5 separate regions of the Mus musculus genome follow, and all the other regions are linked to region 2. Evidence: chromatin contacts called from public HiChIP or PLAC-seq and promoter capture Hi-C data. All regions are on one chromosome and are shown on one strand. The core of a region is the stretch at or near the end of the contact, and the rest is flanking DNA. Distances in the headings are between cores, read along the strand shown.

Region 1 (4,705 bases), core at 1,755-4,254, 330 kb after region 2:
TGGTACATTTACACAATGGAGTACTACTCAGCTATTAAAAAGAATGAATTCACAAAATTCCTAGGCAAATGGTTGGACCTGGAGGGCATCATCCTGAGTGAGGTAACCCAATCACAAAAGAACTCAAATGAAATGACTCACTGATAAGTGGATATTAACCCAGAAACTTAGTATAGTGAGATATAAGGTACAATATGTAAAACATATGAAACTGAAGAAGAACGAAGACCAAAGTGTGGACACTTTGCTCATTCTTAGAATTGAAACAGTCACCCATGGAAGGAGTTACAGAGACAAAGTTTGGAACTGAGACAAAAGGATGGTCCATCTAGAGACTGCCATATCCAGGGATCCATCCCTTAATTAGCCTCCAAGCAATGACACCATTGCATACAATAGCAAGCCTTTGTTGCAAGGACGGTGATATAGCTGTCCCTTGTGAGACTAGGCCGGGGCCTAGCAAACACAGAAGTGGATGCTCACAGTCAACTATTGAATGGATCACTGGACCCCCAATGGAGGAGCTAGAGAAAGTATCCAAGGAGCTAAAGGGATCTGCAACCCTATCGGAGGAACAACATTATGAACTAACCAGTACCCCAGAGCTCTTGACTCTAGCTCCATATGTATCAAAAGATGACCTAGTCGGCCATCACTGGAAAGAGAGGCCCATTGGTCAGGCAAACGTTATATGTCCCAGTACAGGGGAATGCCAGGCCCAAAAAATGGGAATGGGTGGGTAGGGGAGTGGGGGGGAGGTGGGGGGGGGACTTTTGGGATAGCATTGGAAATGTAATTGAAGAAAATACGTAATAAAAAAATAAAAAAAATAAAATCAATAAAAAAGATTATACTGACAACTAACATTTGAAGCTCTCGAGGAATATAAGGTTAAAAAAATGTTAAATAGGAGACAGAAGACACATTTATAGAATGTAAACACTGACCTCCAAACAACATCAAGGGGGGAAAACATAAATTAAAAATTATAATTTACTTAACATTTAATATCCTCTTATAAGTAAGTGAATACCATGTCTGTTTTTCTGGGTCTGAGTTACCTCACTCAGGGTGATTTTTTTTTCTATTCTATCCATTTGTTAGCAAACTTTGCCATGTCATATTTTTTAACAGCTGAGTAATACTCCATTATGAAAATGTACCACGTTTTCTTTATCAGTTTTGACAAGTAGTTGATTGGAGCAGATGCAGAGACCCAACCCAGAGCCAAACATTTGGTTGTGCTCAAGAGACTTCTCAGAATAGGGGGAAGAAGAATTGTAGAACCCAGAGGGATCAAGGACATCAAGAGATCATGGCCCACAGGATCAAGTCAGAAGGATTTGCAGGGGCTCAACAGAGACTGGAACAGAAATCAGAGCCTACATATGTCTGCACTAGGTCCTCTGCTAATATATTATAGTTGTTAGCTTGATATTTTGTGGTATTCCTAACATTGGAAATTGTATCTTATATCTTGGGTATCCTAGGTTTTGGGCTAATATCCACTTATCAGTAAGTACATATTGTGTGAGTTCCTTTGTGAATGTGTTACCTCACTCAGGATGATGCCCTCCAGGTCCATCCATTTGGCTAGGAATTTCATAAATTTACTGTTTTTAATAGCTGAGTAGTACTCCATTGTGTAGATGTACCACATTTTCTGTATCCATTCCTCTGTTGAGGGGCATGAGTTGGGAGTTGTTTCTGAGCCTTTTGCTTGATGTTGGAATCCTTTTCCTCTGACTGGCTTGCCACCCTCAGCTCTGGTATGGGGGGTTGTGACTGGGCTTATCGTAACTTGATCTGTTGTCTTCAATTGATATTCCCCAGGAGGCCCCAGCCTTTTCTGAAGGAAAATGGAGAGTGGGTGTGGATCTGGGGAATAGGGAATGGGGGCTGGGAGCTGGGAGGAATAGAAAGAGGAGAAACTGAGGTCTAGACTTATAGTAGAAGAGATGACTAAGAAAGAAAAGGGAAAAATACATATTACTCATCCTGCTAGCATATAAAGATTAGTTATAAAAACATTATGAGTGGGGCCGGAGAAATGGCTTAGTAAATATGAATGCCTGCTTCAGTGTCCTCACAAAAAGGCTGGACAAGCTTTGTAAGAGGTAGACACAGGAGGATCCCTATGTATTTTAAAAGCCTAACCTGCAGTGTAGCTCTACATTAAATAAGAAACCTGCCCTATGGCAAAGGAATAAAACAAAGAGTGAAGGCTAGCTCTGACTTCCACACAGACTTAGAGAGAGAGAGAGAGAGAGAGAGAGAGAGAGAGAGAGAGAGAGAGAATGAGCACAATAAAAATGACCTTTAGTGTCCTAAAACTAGCTTAGTCAGGATCTCCACTATACCCAAGGCTGTACATGGCAACCAAACTCAGTGATATCACTCTCTCGAGAAAAAGAGACAGTCCTAGAACCCCACAACTCCCACTGGACAGTATATAAACAGAGATCAAGAGAAATGCTCAGCTCTGCAAATCGGAAGAGACATCACCTTGATCTGCCCTGCAGCTGGACAGTCTTACCCAGGATCTTGATCCTGGAATCAGAGACTTCTGTTAGAGATTGACCTGACCTTCAGTTAAGATTCACACTACCAGTGAGCAGCCTTGGGGAGATAGGCTTAGGACTGTAGTTAGGATTTAGAGTGTGAACTTTGTTTGAAGACCCTCAGCATAATAAAATATAACTTTTGTTATACTGGCTACATGTATCTACTTTCTTGCTCCTAAGAGACAGACAGAGAGAGAGGGGGGGGGGGGGAGAGAGAAAATCAGAAACAGAGACACAGAGACAGAGATAAAGATTAATGAGATTATTGCCTTAGATAAAAGGTTAAAAAAAGTTTCAAACAAACAAAGAAACAAAGAAACAAAAAGAAAAAGAAAACAAGATGCCCTTGAGGGGAAGAAAGCATTTCCATCACAGTCAGCAGGGAACCTGGAACACAACACCATTCTCCATAAGGCAGCCTGAGCTGTCACAGTGGGTGTACTGCACTCTACTGTGCGGGGCATAAGAGGAATCAGCTCTGTAGAGCTGCTCACCCTGTGATTCCGGTCCCCTAGGGCAGTGTTCAGAAGCCGGTGGATGAGAGGTGTGTTGGCCTGAGTGGGTAGGGCTGACCTCAGACTTGTCCTTGCTCTTCCCCGCACCCAGGAGAGTCGCAGTCCTCAGAGTTGTGTAGATCTGCCCATTTATGTGCACAGCTGTTTCAAAGAGACAGGAAAGGCACACAAACAGAACAGTGACCAAAGCAGGTCACAGAGTTTATATGCAGAGATTAGAGATTAACTCTGACAGGACAAATACAATGTAAACAAATTACAGCAATCTAGGAAAGATGTTTGCACTACATATTCTAGGAGACCAGGTTCTGTGTCACAGTATGGGTTAACTAGTATTCTGGCTTATGGAAGGTCTATCAGCTTCTCCAAGTGTCCGTGCATCTATGTGTTGAATAGAGATGATGCTATCAACCCCTGTGATAGTTTTATTACTATTTACTTTAAAATATGTATTGCCATAGAACAATTTAGGTTTCATTAAGATAGTTTTTAAAATAAAACTTGTTCTCACTGTCTCTTTCCCTGGCCATTTCCAAGCCCCAGTGTCTCCCAGCGTATCAGCCACCAATGGCCTCCTCTCTTCTTCCTTCCTTTCTCTTTCTTTCTTTCTTTCTTTCTTTCTTTCTTTCTTTCTTTCGTTCTTTCGTTCTCTCTCTCTCTCTCTCTCCCCTCCCTCCTCCCCTCCCTCCCCCTCTCTCTTTCTTTCTTTCTTTCTTTCTTTCTTTCTTTCTCTTTCAATCTTTTTAATTGTTTCTGAGTTTCACATAATGGCCACCTAATCTCATTCATCTCCTCATCTCTCCATATCTGCCCTCTGCCTTTGCAACCTACTCACCAAGAGAAAACAAAAAACAAAAAACAAAAAAAAAAAAAAGAAAGAAAGAAAGAAAAGAAAAAGAAAAAGAAAAAGAAAATGAAAAAGAAAAAGAAATGAAAAAAATGTGACGTAGAAACTATGGTGGATCACGGTTTATCACACAGTATACTCTTTCGTCCAAACAGATTCATTTGCAAATGTTCATTGCAAGGAGTCATTGGTTTGGTTTGAGGTCTCTGGCTTCTGCTACTCTATCAAAACTGGATCCACAGAGGGACTCCACTCAGATATCCTGTTGTTGAGCTGTGTCATGGAGATTCTGCAGCTTTGGTTTTGTAGGATCAGCCCCTTCATGCATTTCACCAGTTCATAGATGGGGGTAGATGTTGGGATGGGCCAACTCAGAGTCCTGGATCTGGACCTAGTGGTGGCCAGTTGGTCAGCACGCCAGCACTCCTGTGCCTGTGCCACCAGAGCCAGCTCTAGCTTTGTCCAAGCCTGAGAAAGGACTGGCTCTCTTGCACTCACACCAGGCACCAGGGCCAGCTTTCCAGTGCTGCCCAGATCATCATGGAGAGAAAACTCCCCTGAGTTTGGTTCCTCCTTTATTTCAAGTCACATGTGCTCTTTTGTCAATCTTTCCTTTCCTTTTCTTTTTTTTTTTCTTTTTTATTTTATTTTATTCAAGACCTCTTCCTTGCTCTCTCAGACTTTTATGCAATTAGTCTAGACCTACTATCATAACTTTTTTTCATGCATGTGATTTTCCTCTTTGAGTCAGAGTTACATTGATACATACATCTCCATGT
Region 2 (4,168 bases), core at 1,218-3,717:
CTTACACTACACCTATAGTTAGCTATGCTTGCTTGCTGTTTACACACACGCAGTACATGTATTATAGGCTAGGATCCACATTTCAGAAAGAACATGCAATGCTTTCTTGCATGAGTTTGGTTCACCTCACTTAACAGTATACTTCCCAAGTCCATACATTTTCCTGTAAATTTTGTGATTTCATTTTTCTCATGAAAACAATATGAAGAACTGTAGGCTTCATATATAGCAACAGTGTACACTCAGAAACACAAATTGGGAAGAAATAATTCATTCGTAATAGCCCTAGGATAAATAGCACTCATAAGATTCTGAATCAACTTATTCTTTTCTGGCATCTTCATTTCTCCATAGTCCATCTCCATAGTCAAATTTTGCACTTTGATGTATTTGGTTATAACTTCTTAGAAATAGAGACTTTGCTATCTCCATCATAATATATCGTCCCAAATCAAAAGGTGTGTGTTAAATGTTACAAATGAATTATATTTATATACTTAATGCATTTTTGGTACCTAGAACTTAATGTTACAAGAACATTATTTAAATCAAGAAGATACCCATAATTTTAAGTATCAAGATGAGAAATTTCTACAGTCACCATTACATTTACTGCTGTCCAATAAGAAGACAAAAGGGCCATTTATGTCATACTAAACTCAGACCTTCTGGTTCCATCCTCTGCTAAAAGTCTTCTCTTGTATTCAGAAATGCAGATTATGTTCTTTCCATAGTGAAAGACAATTTAAAAGCTTACTCGGTTGAATAAAATGGCTCTTATGTAATCCTTATTATTGCATCTGTTCTCTGTCTTAATTGGTGGTGGTAATGAATACTTCATTCCCAATAATTTATTCCAAATTCCTTTCAAGTCAACAAAATCGCTTCCTCTTAACACAGGTTTTGCTTCTTATTTGTTTGGTGACAGGAGGACTGATGATTGGCTTTGACTGGTCCTGATGCAGAACCTATCGTTTGATCATTTATTTATGAATATGATGGAGCTGTGTGCAGAGTAAAATAAACATTGTGCTAAGCATTCAGTAAAAATAGATGAATGCACACTTAAAGAAACAGCTAGTACATAGTAATATTTAATCATTACAAGTCACTTTACCATGATTGCCAATAAACTACTTTATTTTGCCACATATTAAAATATTCTAATAATCAACTCAGTGTGAAGGCTAATTTGTATTATTTGTTAGTCATTTTAATTACACGGGGGAATGATATCATTTTTTTTCCTCAGGAATTTTCTTTTCTCCTCTCAATCTCATTAAAAAGAAAACAAACAAAACACCCAACAACAACGACAGCAGCAACAACAGTGTGCCTCTACTTTTAAAGCCTGTCCCATAGGCCTCCCATAGTGCAAGTAGTGGTATTTCAGTAGCTACAGCTCACTTGGGGGATTTAGCCTTTCCAGCTATTAGCAGCTGCGCCCCACCTTCTCAGTTCTGCAGAGCGGTGAGTGAACTTCTCCAGAATAATATCTGATATTTCTAGGGCAAAAATAACACCTCCAAGTTGGCAAGCGATTTAACACTTTTTCCAGATGAGGTAGGATATGTTAACTCGAGGTGCTTACACTCCTGGGTGAGTGTGGCAATATGCTTCAGGTGCACTTTGAGGGTCTTGGGGGCAACATGGACCTGTGTTAAGTGACTTTCCATTCGGTCATTTTCCTAACAAAAGGATAAGGAAAGGTAACCTACCTTTATGTGACAGGCGTAGCCTGGGGTAGGAGGGGTTCGCGGAGTGACCTGGGGTCCAGAGTTCCAGCAGGTGACCCCAGAGCAGCAAGGTGAGGATGTGTCCGGCCGGTGCCATGGTGCGTGCTGGCTCTCCTCTGGCCCCTGCAGCCACACTTTAAGACAGGATTGAGTTTTACTTAGTACTTCCCTCCAGGGGCAACTGCGGGCGACAGGCTTTGTCACAAACAGAAGGGGTTGTCATCAGAAAATACCATTCCCAAGTGCCATTTGCCGGGCAATATTTGGATCCGCTAAGCCTTTCTGTCCTTGGGCCCGGTGGTTAGAAGCGCGGAGCAAGAGACCGTCCAAGGAGCGCGTCTTGAGAGCCAGGTCCGGGCTGGTGCTGTCGCCGTCACCCAGACGCGGAGTGAGGAGGAGGCTGTGGCTAGCTTCAGTCTCCCCGCCAGCTATTCATTGAGAAAACAGTCGGAGCAGAGCAGCAGCCTCCCCCAGCTCTTCCCCCAGCCTCCCCGCCAGCCTCCCAGAAGTCAGCCTCCTGCACTGACTTGCCGAGCAGCTAGTTCGTATTCGCCTCTCCTCTCGATAATTAGAAGCAAGAAGTGCCACTTGCGCCAGGAGCGCGGGATCCACCCAGCGGGGATGCCGCCTGTCAGCGCTCTGTTTACAGGAAAGTTCAGGCAGGGTTGAGCCCGCGCGCGTTTCTAGGAAGTGTCTCCAGCCCACGTGCCTCGCCGCATCTCCCCGGCTCTGACCCGCCCGCCAGGCAAGGGAGACAGGTCCTCACCCTGTCGGGGCGGGGCCAGGAAGACCTGCAGAATACTATTGAGCATGTGAAAGGCTGAGCCGTGGCCTCGGGAAGGACTTTGAAATGCTCATTCATCTTTCAATAAATCCACAGTCTAAATCTCCCACTATCCGGGAGCCAAATTAATTTGTTCACTGTTTCCACAGAACCTTGTTCACAATTCAAGTTTTCTGTATTTTCCATCTTAGAAATGTTACTTTTGACTCTTGAGGAAAGTGCGTATTTCAAGAGCCAGAGGGGTAAAATGTCACTTTTCCATCGTTTCATAAATGAGTTAATATGAAAAAAGAAATCTGCCGTATATTCATTTTCCTAAAACAAAAACATATCTCAGCTCACATTTAAGAAAGATTAAAGGTCAAGGTATTGGTCTTCTGAGAGAGGTGTCTCGATGTAGAGAGGTGTAGGTAAAGTTGAGACTCTCTACTCGCTGGGCCTGGGTAAGGCAAGCATTAACACAGGATGTAAAGTACCTTGGAAGTCAGTGTTGTGCACTCTCAGAGTTTATTTTCATGACACCATGTTTGTGTAAGTAAACTTAACACAATAGGTCAGCTGTTCAATCTACTTTCAAGCAGTTTCAAAAACTAAACCAAACGTTCTAGAGCTGCTGGCATGGAAATGAATTGTATTATTTCAAGACAGCAGTAAGCTGTAATAGCGGTTTGGTCTCACAGCTGAAAGTTAAATGGTAAACAAATGATATCCGCTATGATGGCTTTTTCTTCTTAGTCTTCATTTTATATATAGCAATGGCTGTGGACAGTTTTTCAGAATTATGTGCTTAAAGTGATATGATTATAACAAAAAGATAACTTAGGTCATTCCAATATCCTACATTCTATACAAGCAAGAAGTCCAACCAGGCATCCTTTACCCATGTTTAAAGGATAACATGGACAGAGTATATTTAGCAAAATGTAAATGTCACCGGAGATTATAAATAATTAGATTTGCAAGGTTCACAAAAGATAACAAACTCTAAACAGTACTTAACGCTGAAACAACATGAAGTATGTCGACTTTTAACACGGGGTGGTCTTTGTAGACACTTGCATATTTTAAAAGCCAGGGAGATGGGCTACAGACCTAACTGTAACATCCTGTAACTTCACAATCATTTCACTCTGTTCCAGAAACCAAAGTAACTAGAACATAGATAACAACTTTATCAGCTTTACCTAAGGGCAGGGTCTGTGCATTGATTACTGAAATTAATATCCTTATTCAACTGACATCTACCTAAGATTGCTATAGGGTTAAAGAAAGACGATCATAGATACTTCATTGAGACTCAAAGTAAATTGGAGAATAAGTACTATTAATGCTAAAATTTCTCACTTCCTCAAAGTGAGTATGGGCAATTTCAAAGCATTTACCACAGTAATCCACTCCTTTGTCCATCACAAAATGTGCTCTGTTTTACTTTTTTCACGTTTGTATTACATGTCCCTTCAAACCCTTTCTATGGCCTTTTACCTTTCTGTGTGTGTTATAGAAAACCTATGGATAATGGGAAATAAATTAATAATTAAAATGACTATTAAAACTAAACATCGGGTACTCATGAGGCTCTCAGATTCCTCCATATGTTTTTAGACTATCCTTCGGAATAGTCTTTGAGACAAAATTGGCTATTCTCTTT
Region 3 (4,244 bases), core at 1,076-3,575, 360 kb after region 2:
ACTGGCTTTGAGGTTTCAGAAGCCCAGTCTTGCTCTCTTCCCCATGCTTGTGGATCAGATATAAGTTGCCAGCTACTGCTCTAGCTACACACCTGCCAGATGCAATGCCCATTGGCATTATAGCAGTGACACTCTGAAGCAATCCCTCAACTAAATCCTTTCTTTTCCTTGTTGCCTTGGTTGTGGTATTTCTTCAAAATTTTTGCTTTGGTTATTACTATTATTACTACCAGTATCAGTTATTTTTTTATTCTAAATTTTGACTATGCAGTTATTAATTTCTTGCAATTGTATTAAAGTGGTAAAATGGTTATACTTCTAATTTCTGGATAAAAATGAACAGATTAATAAAAATTACATCATTGACACAGCAAAAAAAAAAAAAATAAGAAGCAATGGCTTGGGAGAAGGCTTTCATGTTGTTAGCAAATAGTCAACATTTCTTCCAAAAGACACCAGAGGCAAGAGAAGAGTTCAGAGACTTTTAGAGGGAAAGGAGTTTGCATTTGTGGATGAAGTAAAAAATGTCTTTTCAGAGAAGACATTTAATTTCTTGTGTAGTGTACCTGGATGACATAGCTTTGTATTTCTATACATTCCTTACTACCAGTTCTTAATGGTGTTGACACTTAGAAGCATAAAAGTGTTCAATAATTCTAACACTAAATGCTTTGTAGAACTTATGAAACAAAAATTCGCTTATGATTAGAAATCCTAACTTAACCTACATGCGTGTATATTTACTCTATTACTTTTTTATACCAAAATAACTTTTGATTATACTTCTTGTATAAATAATGTGATTCAGATGTGACAAAACAAGAAAGTATCAATCTTCATGAGTTTTCATCTTGGTAATTAATTTTGGTCTAGCTAGAGTAGATCATGCCATCTGGTGTAAAGTGGGTGCTACTCTGGATAGTGGTATAGGAATTTCCTGAACCAAGAAACATAAACTTTCAAAATTCTGTTTTATATATTACATTTATTGATGAGATTAAAAGTAAAGATGGGGTATTAATCTTTTATTCAGACAGAAAACTGAAGTTTATAGATATCTTTAATAAAAGAGTAATTGTGTATACTCATAGTCTAGGTATTATTTTATATTTTGTGCCAAACATAGGCTTTATGATATTATCTCAAAATCTTGTACATGATAAGATTTCTCACTCATATATCTTCATATAGAATTAAACCAAATAATATTCTGGTAATAGTAGATACTAATTATATAAAATCACATTTGATGCCTGTAAAAAAATCATAAAAACAACTGAATGCTAAAGAAAGCAAATATCACAAAAGCATTCTTATTAGCAGGTGGAGAAAAGAGAGATATAAATACCTGGGGATAATTTTCTTGATAGATATGAAATGAGATGAAATGTTAAGGGATATAAAAGAACATAGAAAAATTAGTTAGAACATCAGTCTGAGTCTAAGGTCAAATTTATGCTTCATCTTTTACTACAATTCTTTAAAAACAATGTACTTCCACCATTAAAAGATAGTATTTTATTACTCAATCTAAAAGAAAGGATTATTGAGATATTTTTATGACAATATCTCATTAAATCTCTTTGACCACATAAAATTAAGCAGTAAGGGTAAATTTTAGCATATAGAAACTATGCAAATATTTGTTACTGAAAAAGCATTGTTCTGTATGTTTGGAGAATGATCTATAAGAATCATACATTCAGTTTATTAAGCATATAGCAAGCGAATGTAAAAGTTCAAATAGAAAGTAGTACATAGATAAGAGCAACAGATATACAAAATGCCATCAAATCAGGAGTTAATGATGTCCAACAGAAATGACTACATCTCCTTGATTGAGAGAGTGAACAAAGGTAACATCAAATTAAGAGCTTACAAATATCCAGCAGAAATTCGCTGGGCATTTGACACAGTGTGATGGAATTTGTAGGCTAAATGTCTCTCTCTGGACAATTTTCCCAGGGCTCAATTTACAGCTTCACATTCACTAATGAATTCACTAATGAAGGCCTTTTAATTTCATCAAGTAGTTAAGTTAGCCTTGATTGAAAATGATTTAATGTCCAGGTGGTCTAAACACAACGCAATGGTTTTACTCTAGGGATGTTTTGTTGTCTGCTTCCCTCAATATCACAGAGTTAGAAGAGCAGGCTATGCTGAAAAATGGATTTGGGAATCACATTGAGACAACCATGCATGTCCTGAAGTGGGGGGAGAGGCAGCTAGGAGCTCAAACTGCACATGACAATCTACTGATATAATGTGCACTGTAAGTGTCTACAAAAATTGGATAGATAATACCAGCCCAAAAGGATTGCTGTAGCCAGAGTCTCTGACTCAGTCTTTTACCATCTGCAGGATGTAATTCATTGCCCAGAACTTGGTCTCATAGTGCAATAAGCTTAAAATGGGCTGTGAAAAGCATCCAACAGTTTTTATAAAGAAGAAAAAAAAATGTTTATCAAATTGACAACTATCAATCAATCTTGTCATAAATGGGTTGCTCTTTAATTCTGAATTTGAACAGAATGAGTCACTTATTAATATCATTATTAAAGCTAATAGACTGTATATTCCTTGTAAATAATAATGAAATACAATTTCATACAATGTTTTATCCTTGAGATCATTATTTAAGGCAAACTACTAGATCAACACTCGAAATCAATCATTACTCTCTTGAAGAGAACAAGGAGCAAACTCATTTCTTGAGTAATAAATCCAGCCTTAACACAGAGAGAGTCAACAACTTCACTTACCAAGTACAAAAAAAAAACTACAAGTTTTTCTTCACTCTATAAATTTATCAAACACCATCCTATAAAAATAGCCACTTTTCTTTACTTGGTCCACATGTGTCTTTCTCTGTAAATGTTTTCAGAGAATTTTTTTAAGCCTAATAAACTACCTGATCTCTTCAGTTGAGATGAGAACTATTGAACAGGCAACACAAAATCAGTTTGTGGTGAGTGACAGGAAGTGGCCGCAGTGAAGGTGAGGAGTTGGTACCTTTATCAGGAAGTTGTCAACTAATGCCTTTCTCTCTGTTGGCAAACTCATGATTCAGGAATCCTGGGAAATCCTGGAGAGTGATGGAGTCCTTCTTGACTCTTGGGGTTTGCTTGGGGAAGAAAGTAGACAGCTGTCCAGCCCATTTGCTTTCAGCTTCTCATCTTATAAATTCTAAAACTGAAACTCATGTACCAGACAGGAGATGTTTTTAGAAAGAAATATATTATTATAGGGAGCTTAAGAGAAAAAGAGACAGAACCATTCCTCTACAGCAGGAAGGTGCATGCGGTTCCATTGAGACTTCCTGCCTTTGGGTTAATATGGCATTACTAGGTGGAAGGGGTGGAGGCCCAGCTGATAAGCCCAGTTCCTACACCAGGTGTCCACCTGCCTTACGGTTTCAGTCATGTCCTTAGTATGGTCTCTGCAAAGGTGGAAACTGATTCACGGAAAATAGATAAGGAGAAAAATTAGTCCTATATTCGTGCATTTCCCATCTTTGGCCATGGCAGAACCAGAGATATTTTTGGCTTAAGCACTTTTGGCATTTCTGGCTTCCAGCAAGCACAGGATCCCATGAAAAGAAACTGATCACTTTTCTTTGGTGTTTTTTCCCCCTTAAACTACGCAGACAATCTCCATCTGTTCCTCTCACAAATGGTCTTTGAATCATGCTTCACATTTTGGAGCTATCCAGTTCCATATGGACACCTTGAGGTTCAGGCATATGTGCTCATGATTCAGTCTGTGGGCATACCATATGACTCAGCATGCCTGGGAACTCCTTAGGAGTGCAAATGATTCACACAAGTTGAGTCAGAATCACTAGTTGTAAGCTCCTTCCCAGAGAACCTGTATTAGATAAAGAATCATTAGTGCATATTATTTTTTGTAGTTTAATTTAAAGATTCACGTGCATGAAAATCCATAACTTTCCTTTAAACAAATTTAGCTAATATAATATCTATTTGAATTTGGATTATCATCACCCAATATATTTATTTAATTAATACATAATAATCAAAAAAGTATATGGAGCAAAGAAAACTGTTTTAAAGAAATATAAAGTCAAAGCCTAATCTAGGAGTGGAAACTTAATGGTTAAACTTTAAAACTTTTCAATCATAGTAGTTTCAGCAACATTTTTCTTGTGTTGCTGGTGGATATGTTAAAACAGACCATATCAGCCCACACTCGTTCAGTTACTATCTGTCAGTTTAAAATATTTA
Region 4 (4,680 bases), core at 914-3,413, 400 kb after region 2:
TCTACTAAGTATAAAACTATTTCATTGTTCTCTTTATGGGATCTATTTAATTTACACTGCAGTGTCCCACAGAAGGGGCCTCCCATGGTAGCCCTGTCTGCCACTGCAGATTGGCCAGGCAGAGCTTCCAGAGCATGCTTAATTCTTTTAGGTAAATGAGTTTAATATTTATAAGTAAAGCTTGCTTTATTAAAATCTTAACCACTAGAGGGCATTTTACTCCCATTTTGAAATCCAGATATTCTCTCTCTCTCTCTCTCTCTCTCTCTCTCTCTCTCTCTCTCTCTCTCTCCCTCCCTCTCCCTCTCTCTCTCTCTCTCTCTCTCTCTCTCTCTCTCTCTCTCTCTCAAGTCACCATATAATTGGCAAAGGTCAGTAAATCATTTAAAATTATTCAGAGCGTATTTTCCTTTGTGACACACAACGCTTTCTCAGCATCTGCTTATATTAGACATCAACATTCTATAGTTGCAATAAATAGAAGTTAAAACATCACTTTCATAAAATAAACCATCTATGAAAGCATCAATATACACACATGCCTATACATATAGGATTGGGTAAAATATTCCAATGATATAAATTACACTTGAGGGAAAAAGCATACAGTTTGTATCATTTTTATTTTAGAAAAATCTATGATGTATTTGATTACATTTTAATAGATGAAAATATTTGAATGAAATTAAGAACTATGGTCTTTCCATAGAAGAGAGTAGAACAAAAAGAGGTGGTCTTGACATCACAGGCTCCACCTGTCTTCTCGCTGAGGTGGTATTTACCTGCAGGAGATGCCTAGGGAAACTGGCCTTATCCTTCACAGGGGACAAGCGAGAAGGGAAGAAGAGCAAGTCTAGACAGAGAGCGAATTCTGGCTCAGCGAACTGACAGGAACTTCAAAAGCTAAGCTGGCCTATTGAACTAAACAGTAGGAGGCAATCCTTGGCCCTTGCAGTTCTGTCTGGGACCATTCTTCTCCCTCTGATAATGTCAGGCTGGACGAGCCTGAGGACGCTCAGTGTGTTGCAGCTGGTGGGGACCTGAAGAGGCTAGCAGCTGACATGTGGAGCCACAGGTCCTTGGAGGGAGGTCTAGGAAGGCCTACAGTTACAGCCTCCTACATCTTAGTAGTCATGGAAATTTTCACTACTTCCTAAGTGTGAGCTCTGCAAGTCAGCATAGATAGGAGTAAAATATATGCAGATTATGTAGAAATATGTCAAGATAATTATTTAAAAAACAATTTTAAATATATAGTTTCTTAAAGTAAATTATTAAAGATTCCATCTCAAGAATTTAAAAATGAAGTATGAAAACTATCTTACATAAGTATAATATTTTAAGCAAAAGAAAAGTTAATCAAAATACTTGAGCAATAACAAATCTATTAAACTTTGTTATATTTTAATATATGCTTGCCTCAATTTAAATTAATGTGCTTGCATAGAGAACACGACGTTTTAGCTATCCAGTTTTTCCACGTTGCTTAACAGCTAATTTAGTTAAAGTGACTTATAAGGAAATAGAAATAGTTTGAAGAAGGGAACGACAACAACAACAATAAAAAAGCACTCTTACTGTAAATGAGAATTTTCCTGTAAATGTTCTGAAAAAAGACATCTTTTTTTCTCCTTTACCTCTTCTTCCCAATTTATTTTTTACAGTGAAGTTTTATCTAATTTCATGGAATTGAAAATGGGATAAAAACCTGGGGGAAACTGCCACTTTTCACAATTTCTGTAACTCAGCTTTAAAGAAATGATCTCTTCTTCACTTTGGTCCTTTCGCCCCCACGTAGTCTGAAGGCTTTCTGGTGGGTCCTGACCATATTGACCAGTAGGTGGCGCGCTTGCTCCTCGGCACTGACCCTGAGCACTTGAAACTTGTCCAGATTATCAGTCAAGTATGCACACTTGAAAGAAGTGTAATAAAGACGGCGCCTTTAGCCCGTGTGTCTAAAGCCGTTGAGATTCTTTATGTGCAGGTGCACGTAATCCTTTCAAGATGTACAGCATTTCAATAAATCCTCCTCCAGCAGCGTCTTCCCTCACCGTTCGGGCTGGATTGGCTCTTTGTGAGAAAGAAACTGCAGTGTACCTGAACACACCGCATTGTATGCTTAAGCAATAAGAAAGCTGCCCTGTTCGCGTCTGTGTCAAGCTGGCTGAGACGCAATTTCCTCTTTCCTGTATTCACAATGACCTGATGAGTGCGAGCTCCCCGGGTGAGCACAACTGCTCTAGAGAACTTTGCGTTTTTAACTGGAGGGAGGACAGGGGATGCCTTTTGATGATCTATGTTAGAGTAAAAAGCCACCTTTTGGCTACTACTCTTCCCTGTATGTGGTGGAAACGTCATTGAGCACGATCCAGTGCCTTTAATGTCTGCATCATTACTTGTTATTAGTAGAACGAGGAAATCATCACCTATCCATTTCGGTCTTTGCACAGAAGGTTTTCTATGCAGGTAATGTAATTGTTTAACTTTATAACAGAAAGATCTCATTCCTGGAAGAAGACACATGGTGGCAGTTTTTCGACTCTCTTCTTTCTTTTTCGTGTTTCTAAGGAAATCTTAAGTGCTCAGATATCCTTATCTCAGAAAATTAGCCTAGTCAATTTTGTCTTTCTGTGAGAAACAGACTAAACAATGAAGAGGCAAACATTCTCTAGAATAATCCGTTTCCAAGGCAATTGCAACAATAGTGGTCGATAGACAGTGAATCATAGCCTTCTGCCATGTTTCTGCCTAGAAAAGCGGCGACTGTTAGTGAGGGAGGGTGCGCTTTAAGGAAGAGGTGGTCTTCAGCCCATGGCAACCACGTAGGATCCATATCTTCCTCCTCTAAGGCTCCCCCTTCTGCCTTCTGCTTTCTAATTGATACCAAAATGTGCTACAAATAGAGCTAGACACCTGGGCATTGCATTGTGCACATACTCCAAGTTTACGTGCTAATGGGGCAAAGCTGCTCACCTAAGAGCCCAGTGTACTTAAATACTCTCCTCCCCCAGCAGCTGTGGGGAATTTTCAAAATCCTAAATCAGGCGAAGTGTACCTTTTACTTTTTTTTTTTTTTTTTTAATTTCTGGCACACGAGTTTGCATAATGTCCCATGTTGTATGCATCGTGAACTCTTCTCTACCCGGCCAACTTCTGCCTAAGCACAGCCCACTGAGTTCCAGCGCCATGGTGGAGGTGGCTCCAGAAACGGACCTTGTTTCTGTCTCCAAATGTCGCTGCTGTTACTCCTGTCTTGGACATTCATCAGATTTATCATAGGCCCCTGCACGCACATGCGTGTGTGTGCATGTGCGTGCAAGTCTGTGTGTGTGTGTGTGTGGGAGGTTGTTTTTATTCAAACAAAACAATAAACATTATTTACTTCTTATCAAAACATTGTCTTCGTGGTTCTTCACTATATTGAATGATTAATGTGTTTGTTCCCAGCATGGCCTTAGCAAATAATTCCATCAAATGGTAAGACAACATAGAAGGAAAACACATTCTCTCAGAGTGGTGGAGACTGCAAGTCTGGAACCAAGGGGATGAGAAGATGGTCTTCAAGACTGAAGCTGTTGGGCACAGCTCTTCTCTGCTTCTGCAAGCATCTGGTGGCTTCTGGAATTCTTGACCTTACAGAAGCAGAGCTCTGATCACTGGATCTTTCCGTCCCCCACGGTCCCTTCTCCATGTGCCTCTCTATGGACTCTGCTCTTCTGAACCCAAGCACTTGGTCCCCAAATCTGCTTCCTGACAAAACCAAAAGTTCTCAGGAGAGGAATTTACAGGGACATTATTCAGTCAAATGGTTTCATACGTTTCTGAATTTATGAGTTGTTTTATTTATTATCTTCCTCACTGTACTTCCATGGTACAGCCTGGGGGAAGAAAACTGCTGTCTACAACCTTACAATTAACTAAGATACGCTGTACAAATTCAATATTTCTTTATTTAAAGACATACTGACGCTTCAAATAATTATGGTTCATGGAGCTACAGCATTTCAATCCTGTTGCTGAGTTCCTTTCTTCTTCTATCAGACTGATTTCTCATTCTAAATTAACAAATCACGGTTCTGGGGTTTCTGTTGGTTTCTGTAGTGTAGAGTCTGCATTGCTGAGTACATCTGCTCTGGGAACCTGGAAGGCCAAGTTTCTAACATTAGGCTTGCTGCATGCAAGCAAGCTAATTTTCCTTTTGTGGCCCATGTTCGCTTACTTTGTAAGGTCACCCACACAGCTCTTTATTAAAACTTCCCTTATCCCTTAAAATAAGAGGCTGGGGAAAAGGAAGCTAGTGAGAGACAAAGGCTACATTGTAAATCCTCAAGGACTCTGATTATCAGCAAGGTGTCACAGATTCAGTCACTGTGCAGGCACACAAGCTCAAGGTTACTGTCAGTGACACTGTCAGGAAAGATTTAGCCTTGCCTGAGCCTGAGCATCATCAGGAGCTGGAGACTCTGATCCCCAGCCAGTGTCCCCGCCCAGTGACATCATAATATGAAGTGGACTGAGGTCCCACCACTTTTCTTCACTAAAAATGCACTGAAGTTATTCAAAATATCAATTTGCTGCACGTACCTATTGTGTACTGTCCAGCACAGCCAAGTTCATTGGGATATCTGTGGCCACACATAGCTGCTTCCCCACAGGGTTCTGTGCAGCAGCAATGGATGC
Region 5 (4,061 bases), core at 103-2,602, 490 kb before region 2:
AATTAATATGTTAATACTAAAGATTAGTTTTATAATTGTCCTTTATTTATTTTGTTTTTAACTGAGTACTGAAACCTAAGCTTAAGGTAATACAAATTCGCATGTTCTATAAACGGAAAGTCATTTTTTGCATTATAAAAGAGCAATGGTTTTTAAACTAGCATATGCTAATTCAGAAATACATGTACAGCACCTGCTCTGCTGTGACCGAACCATCTGTTTAATGTTACAAAATATCTTAGGGCCTTCACTGAATATAAAAGGTATATTTAGTCTATGCTTTTCACCTAGGCAGCTCATGTTCTCTAGGGACAGGTTGGGCAGGAAGGACCAGTCCCCTCCAGTGGGCTAAGGGTATTGTTATAAGAATATTTACACATCATTCTCAGAGAAAAAAGACCTCAGAACACTACAGAGGTTTAAGCGTACAGGTAAACAAGCAACCCAGCTCTATCCATTTTTTAAACATCTGTGTTGTATTAATGGAAGATTTCCAGATTAGTAAAAACACCGTAGGGCGTCTCTCCACACCAACCTAGTGGAAAAGGTTGCAAAAGGCCAAGGGGAGGGGAATCACAACCTAAAATCACAATTCCAAGAATGCAACCCATGACTATCCCACCAGAAACTCTACACTGCATCGTTTTTATTCCGCCCATCCAAAAGCTTATGATCGCCTTATCGCCACCCCATTAGGGAGAATAAAATGAAGGGAGGCGACATATATGTACCACCGTGCGGGCACATACACGTACGTGCACGGGAAGCGGTATATATATGCTTGGACCTCTCCATCATGCTGTGCGTGCCTGTGCATGGAGGGCGACTCCGCAGCGGCCGCGGGGACGCTTCCCTTGGGCAGCCCCTGCGCCCTTGACATGACAGCAGCGATCTGTCTCCTCTCCTCCTCGCTCAGCTGGCTCAGGTCCGCCTCCATGCCGGCTGGGATCCCCGGGTGCAGGGCGCTCCCGGAGCCGCCAGCCCCGCCTGCGGCCGCCGCCAACCCTTCGGGGAGCCCTTCCCCTTCCAAGCTCGCCTCGTTGCCCATGGCTCGGCGGGACACGTCCCGGTGCAGAAGCCCGCGGCCGTCCGAGCCCCGCCAGCCGGGGTCCGCCCCGGGGCGTGCAGGCTGCCCAGCCCTGGGGGCTCCGCGCCCTCCCGGCTGCCTGGGGAAGTGGGGCGAGCTCAGACCAGTCCGCAGGCTGTGCCGGCGCCGGGCAGCTCCTCCATGTTGGACAGCGCCAGGGAAGCTTCTCACGCCCTGTCTCCCGGTTGCCTCCTCAGCGCCGGAGCAGCCCAGAAGCAGCGGAGCTCGGCCAGCCCCGCGCCGACGGCCCCGCCCCGCGCCCCGCCCCCTCGCCGCGCCGGTACTGCGCGTGCGCCGCCCCGAACAGGTGATGTCCGCCACGCCTACCCGCCCTGCGTCGCATCGCGCGTAGACGCCTAGACACCGACTTAAAGGCACCAGATGATGCCATGCTAAAAGGCCCGGCGAACTGCGGACACTTCCTTCAGGCATATAGCAGGATGCCTCAACCTGAGTTTTCGCGAGCTCAATTTAGGGGGAAAAGAGCGGAAGGGGTTATGTCTGCAGCTCTGCCTCTTGGGATTTGTAGTTTCTTTTTCTTCCCCCCGCCCCCCTTCACCTCCGAATCCTCCCAAGGGACTGTGAAAGGATTTATAAAATTTCCTAAGAAAGATTCTGGTAACTAAAGATGAGGGAGAAAGAATCCGTCTAGTTTTTAAAGAAAATTTCCCAATATGAGATGAAATGGCCTTTATCTTAGAGAGCTTTACCAGAACAATTAGGTTGACTTTTTCAAAGTGATACATTAGTAAATTGGGAAAATTTTTTGAATGCTTGCACCTTGCGCTGTTTCCTCAACTACACCAATGGAAAGAATTATGGGAAATTGCTCGCCAAGGGAACAACAAATTTTGAAGTCTGTTGCTTTTATGTAAAACTTCTAAGTCATGGTTTCAAGTCTTGTCCATCCATTTTATTATTTCTAATTTAACAAATGTAAAAAGAGAAAAATCTCAGTAGATAAATCTCGTTAATCACACAGCTGCTTAACAACAAAGCTGTCTATATTTTCAGCACCCCACCACCATACTTCTTACTTCTATTCTAGAGTAATTATTCCAATTATTGCTGAGTCTGAAACTCAAAATTTGCTATGTAATGTTTTCTTATAAAGTGTTAAGTCTCAACTTTTAAGCTTAAAGAGATCAAAAGCTAAGAATAAGAAACTGAACTAATACACAGATATGAACATGATCTCACAAGATACATTTCCAAGTTTTGACAAAATTCTTATCTATGAAGTAGGTTCAAACCTTCTACTTTTAAAATAGAAAATTGGCACAGTTACAAAACAATCTGTGTCTAACATTACTAGAGTTAATGACAGCTACTCAACAGAGGAAATTGCATTATTTGTTATGTCACTGGAAACTGATTGACTTTTTGATTCTTTCATAATATATTAGGGATGTGACTTCCAAAGTCAGAGCTTCAAGTCATTCATTAAGATAAAGAGAATGTTTTCACAAACAAATTAAGCCCAAACAATCAGACTTTCTGATAGTCCTACAGGCAAATAGAATATGTGAATATTTTAAAAGGGGAGTTTACTTCAAAAAAGGACATAATTAGGCAAAAATCCTGCATCTTGTAGTATTTCTCTTTCAGAACCAGCAATTGCATGGACATCGCATGGAAATCAGTATCATCTGTAAACGAGTAGGGAAAAGGAAGATTCATATGTTAACTGTTTCTCGTCCTTTGAGAGAATAAAATAATATTTTATGTATGCACATCTGCAAACCACAACCTTCAAGCTGTAGCTTTAGAGTAATGATTGAGGGGAGAAAACAGCATATTAATTTTTATATACTTCTGTAGGTGGAAAGGAACCCGGGAAGTCATAAGAACAAAATCAGATGATGATGTAAGGAAATTAGTAACTAATAGGAATAATATATGGCCCATTTTGGAAAAGTGTAAATTTCCTTTCTTCTTTACACTCTTCCCCTTGAAGAAAATGCCAGCAGACTATGAAAAATGAGTTGTGGAAAATAAATGGACTATTAAATGAGAACTTAGCAATGAGGACATGTTTGGAGTGCTGACTTTCAAAATTGGCTTTGTCATCAAGACCTTACAAACTCTAGGTTTTCCTTTTCAATTGTCTAGCTAGTTTGTTAGTTCTTAGGAAGTGAGTTGTTGAAGTTGTTTTTGAGACAGGGTCTTGTGTAGCCCAAACTGACCTCGGAATGGTGGCATAGCAAAGAGTAACTTCCTCCTGTGGTGCTTGGGTTATTAAATCTGGATCTTCATGCCTACTAGCACTCTACCAACTTGATGTGAACAGAAACTCTAACCCATAGTCAAGTGCTTTCCTTACATGTGTGTAAATATCGCTTTTATTTCCTCGGATGATAGCTGTAACTAATTAGTGTGCATACATAGCTTGGGCTGGCCTCAGAGCATTTCTTTTCCTGTTTTAACTATCCCTAAACCCAGGCCTGGAAGATTCTAGACTCTATACAATAAAATCTTATGTAAACCTGAATCCTGCGGGCTTCTGCTTCCAGCCTTTGTCTGCTAACCTGGGTCTAGTCCTGGAAGCTTCTGGCCTCTATACAATCTAACCTAGACCTAGAATGAACCTCTGAGACCTAGTGTGGAGTAAGCGCATCCTTTCTGGCTCTTCCAGAACTCTTGCTGGTTGGATTAACTCAGCTGTTCTGGTCCAAGCTCATCTCCAAGCTGATGGATTTAAACTGGCTTCCTCTTGGCTTCTCACTGAATTACTCTGCTTAGCCTTGTAACTTTGGCAATATGTTCTTATCTTCTCACTGAAGTATGTCTGCATTCCATCTAGATCATATACATGTAGAAGGTTTTTGGATGTGATCCCTTGCCAGAGCAACCATGTTACTAGATTAAAATGTCTCTACATGTTTGAATTATCCAAAATCTGAGGTGCAACTCAGGCTTCTAATGGGCAGAATTAAAGTGGTGTAGAATGTAATGGAAGTTTTTATTTGGGGGA

The links. Promoter capture Hi-C pulls out the DNA fragments that hold promoters and counts their contacts. HiChIP or PLAC-seq counts read pairs in DNA pulled down with a chosen protein or histone mark.
Region 1: a promoter capture Hi-C map of embryonic stem cells shows a contact between it and region 2, with 2.7 times the contacts expected there. The contact joins the enhancer-like site here to the promoter of Sema3e in region 2. A contact is called at or near these places in 4 of 39 promoter capture datasets (the HPC-7 cell line, cranial neural crest and embryonic stem cells) and 4 of 115 datasets of contacts at active chromatin or transcription factors (embryonic stem cells and pancreatic cancer cells).
Region 3: a promoter capture Hi-C map of hippocampal neurons shows a contact between it and region 2, with 3 times the contacts expected there. The contact joins the enhancer-like site here to the promoter of Sema3e in region 2. A contact is called at or near these places in 7 of 39 promoter capture datasets (the 3T3-L1 cell line, 3T3-L1-derived adipocytes, cranial neural crest and 2 more), 4 of 484 Hi-C or Micro-C datasets (cerebral cortex, cortical neurons and forebrain) and 1 of 115 datasets of contacts at active chromatin or transcription factors (neural progenitor cells).
Region 4: a FOXA1 HiChIP or PLAC-seq map of pancreatic cancer cells shows a contact between it and region 2. The contact joins the enhancer-like site here to the promoter of Sema3e in region 2. A contact is called at or near these places in 7 of 39 promoter capture datasets (the 3T3-L1 cell line, 3T3-L1-derived adipocytes, cranial neural crest and 2 more), 5 of 484 Hi-C or Micro-C datasets (the AML12 cell line, embryonic stem cells, myocytes and 1 more), 1 of 115 datasets of contacts at active chromatin or transcription factors (pancreatic cancer cells) and 1 of 9 other capture datasets (embryonic stem cells).
Region 5: a contact with region 2 is called in a promoter capture Hi-C map of hippocampal neurons, with 3 times the contacts expected there. The contact joins the promoter of Pclo here to the promoter of Sema3e in region 2. A contact is called at or near these places in 2 of 39 promoter capture datasets (cranial neural crest and hippocampal neurons).

What each region holds. Positions count from the first base shown.
Region 1 is chr5:13,693,375-13,698,079 of GRCm38.p6, reverse strand. No RefSeq gene overlaps it. Among named protein-coding and RNA genes, the nearest start is that of Gm6647, 72 kb to the left of the region's middle. Within about 2 kb of position 3,004, at least 11 of the 459 cell types and tissues checked have an H3K27ac peak or open chromatin away from gene starts, as enhancers often do. A contact at or near this core is called in embryonic stem cells, where this site is marked.
Region 2 is chr5:14,023,575-14,027,742 of GRCm38.p6, reverse strand. Sema3e (sema domain, immunoglobulin domain (Ig), short basic domain, secreted, (semaphorin) 3E) reads right to left here and starts at 2,467. Exons shown (of 17, transcript NM_011348.2): 1 at 1,719-2,467. The coding sequence starts at 1,833.
Region 3 is chr5:13,667,127-13,671,370 of GRCm38.p6, reverse strand. No RefSeq gene overlaps it. Among named protein-coding and RNA genes, the nearest start is that of Gm6647, 98 kb to the left of the region's middle. Within about 2 kb of position 2,325, at least 3 of the 459 cell types and tissues checked have an H3K27ac peak or open chromatin away from gene starts, as enhancers often do. A contact at or near this core is called in hippocampal neurons, where this site is marked.
Region 4 is chr5:13,626,409-13,631,088 of GRCm38.p6, reverse strand. No RefSeq gene overlaps it. Among named protein-coding and RNA genes, the nearest start is that of Gm6647, 140 kb to the left of the region's middle. Within about 2 kb of position 2,163, at least 51 of the 459 cell types and tissues checked have an H3K27ac peak or open chromatin away from gene starts, as enhancers often do. A contact at or near this core is called in pancreatic cancer cells, where this site is marked.
Region 5 is chr5:14,512,209-14,516,269 of GRCm38.p6, reverse strand. It overlaps Pclo (piccolo (presynaptic cytomatrix protein)), which reads right to left and starts at 1,352. Exons shown (of 25, transcript NM_011995.4): 1 at 810-1,352. The coding sequence starts at 1,048.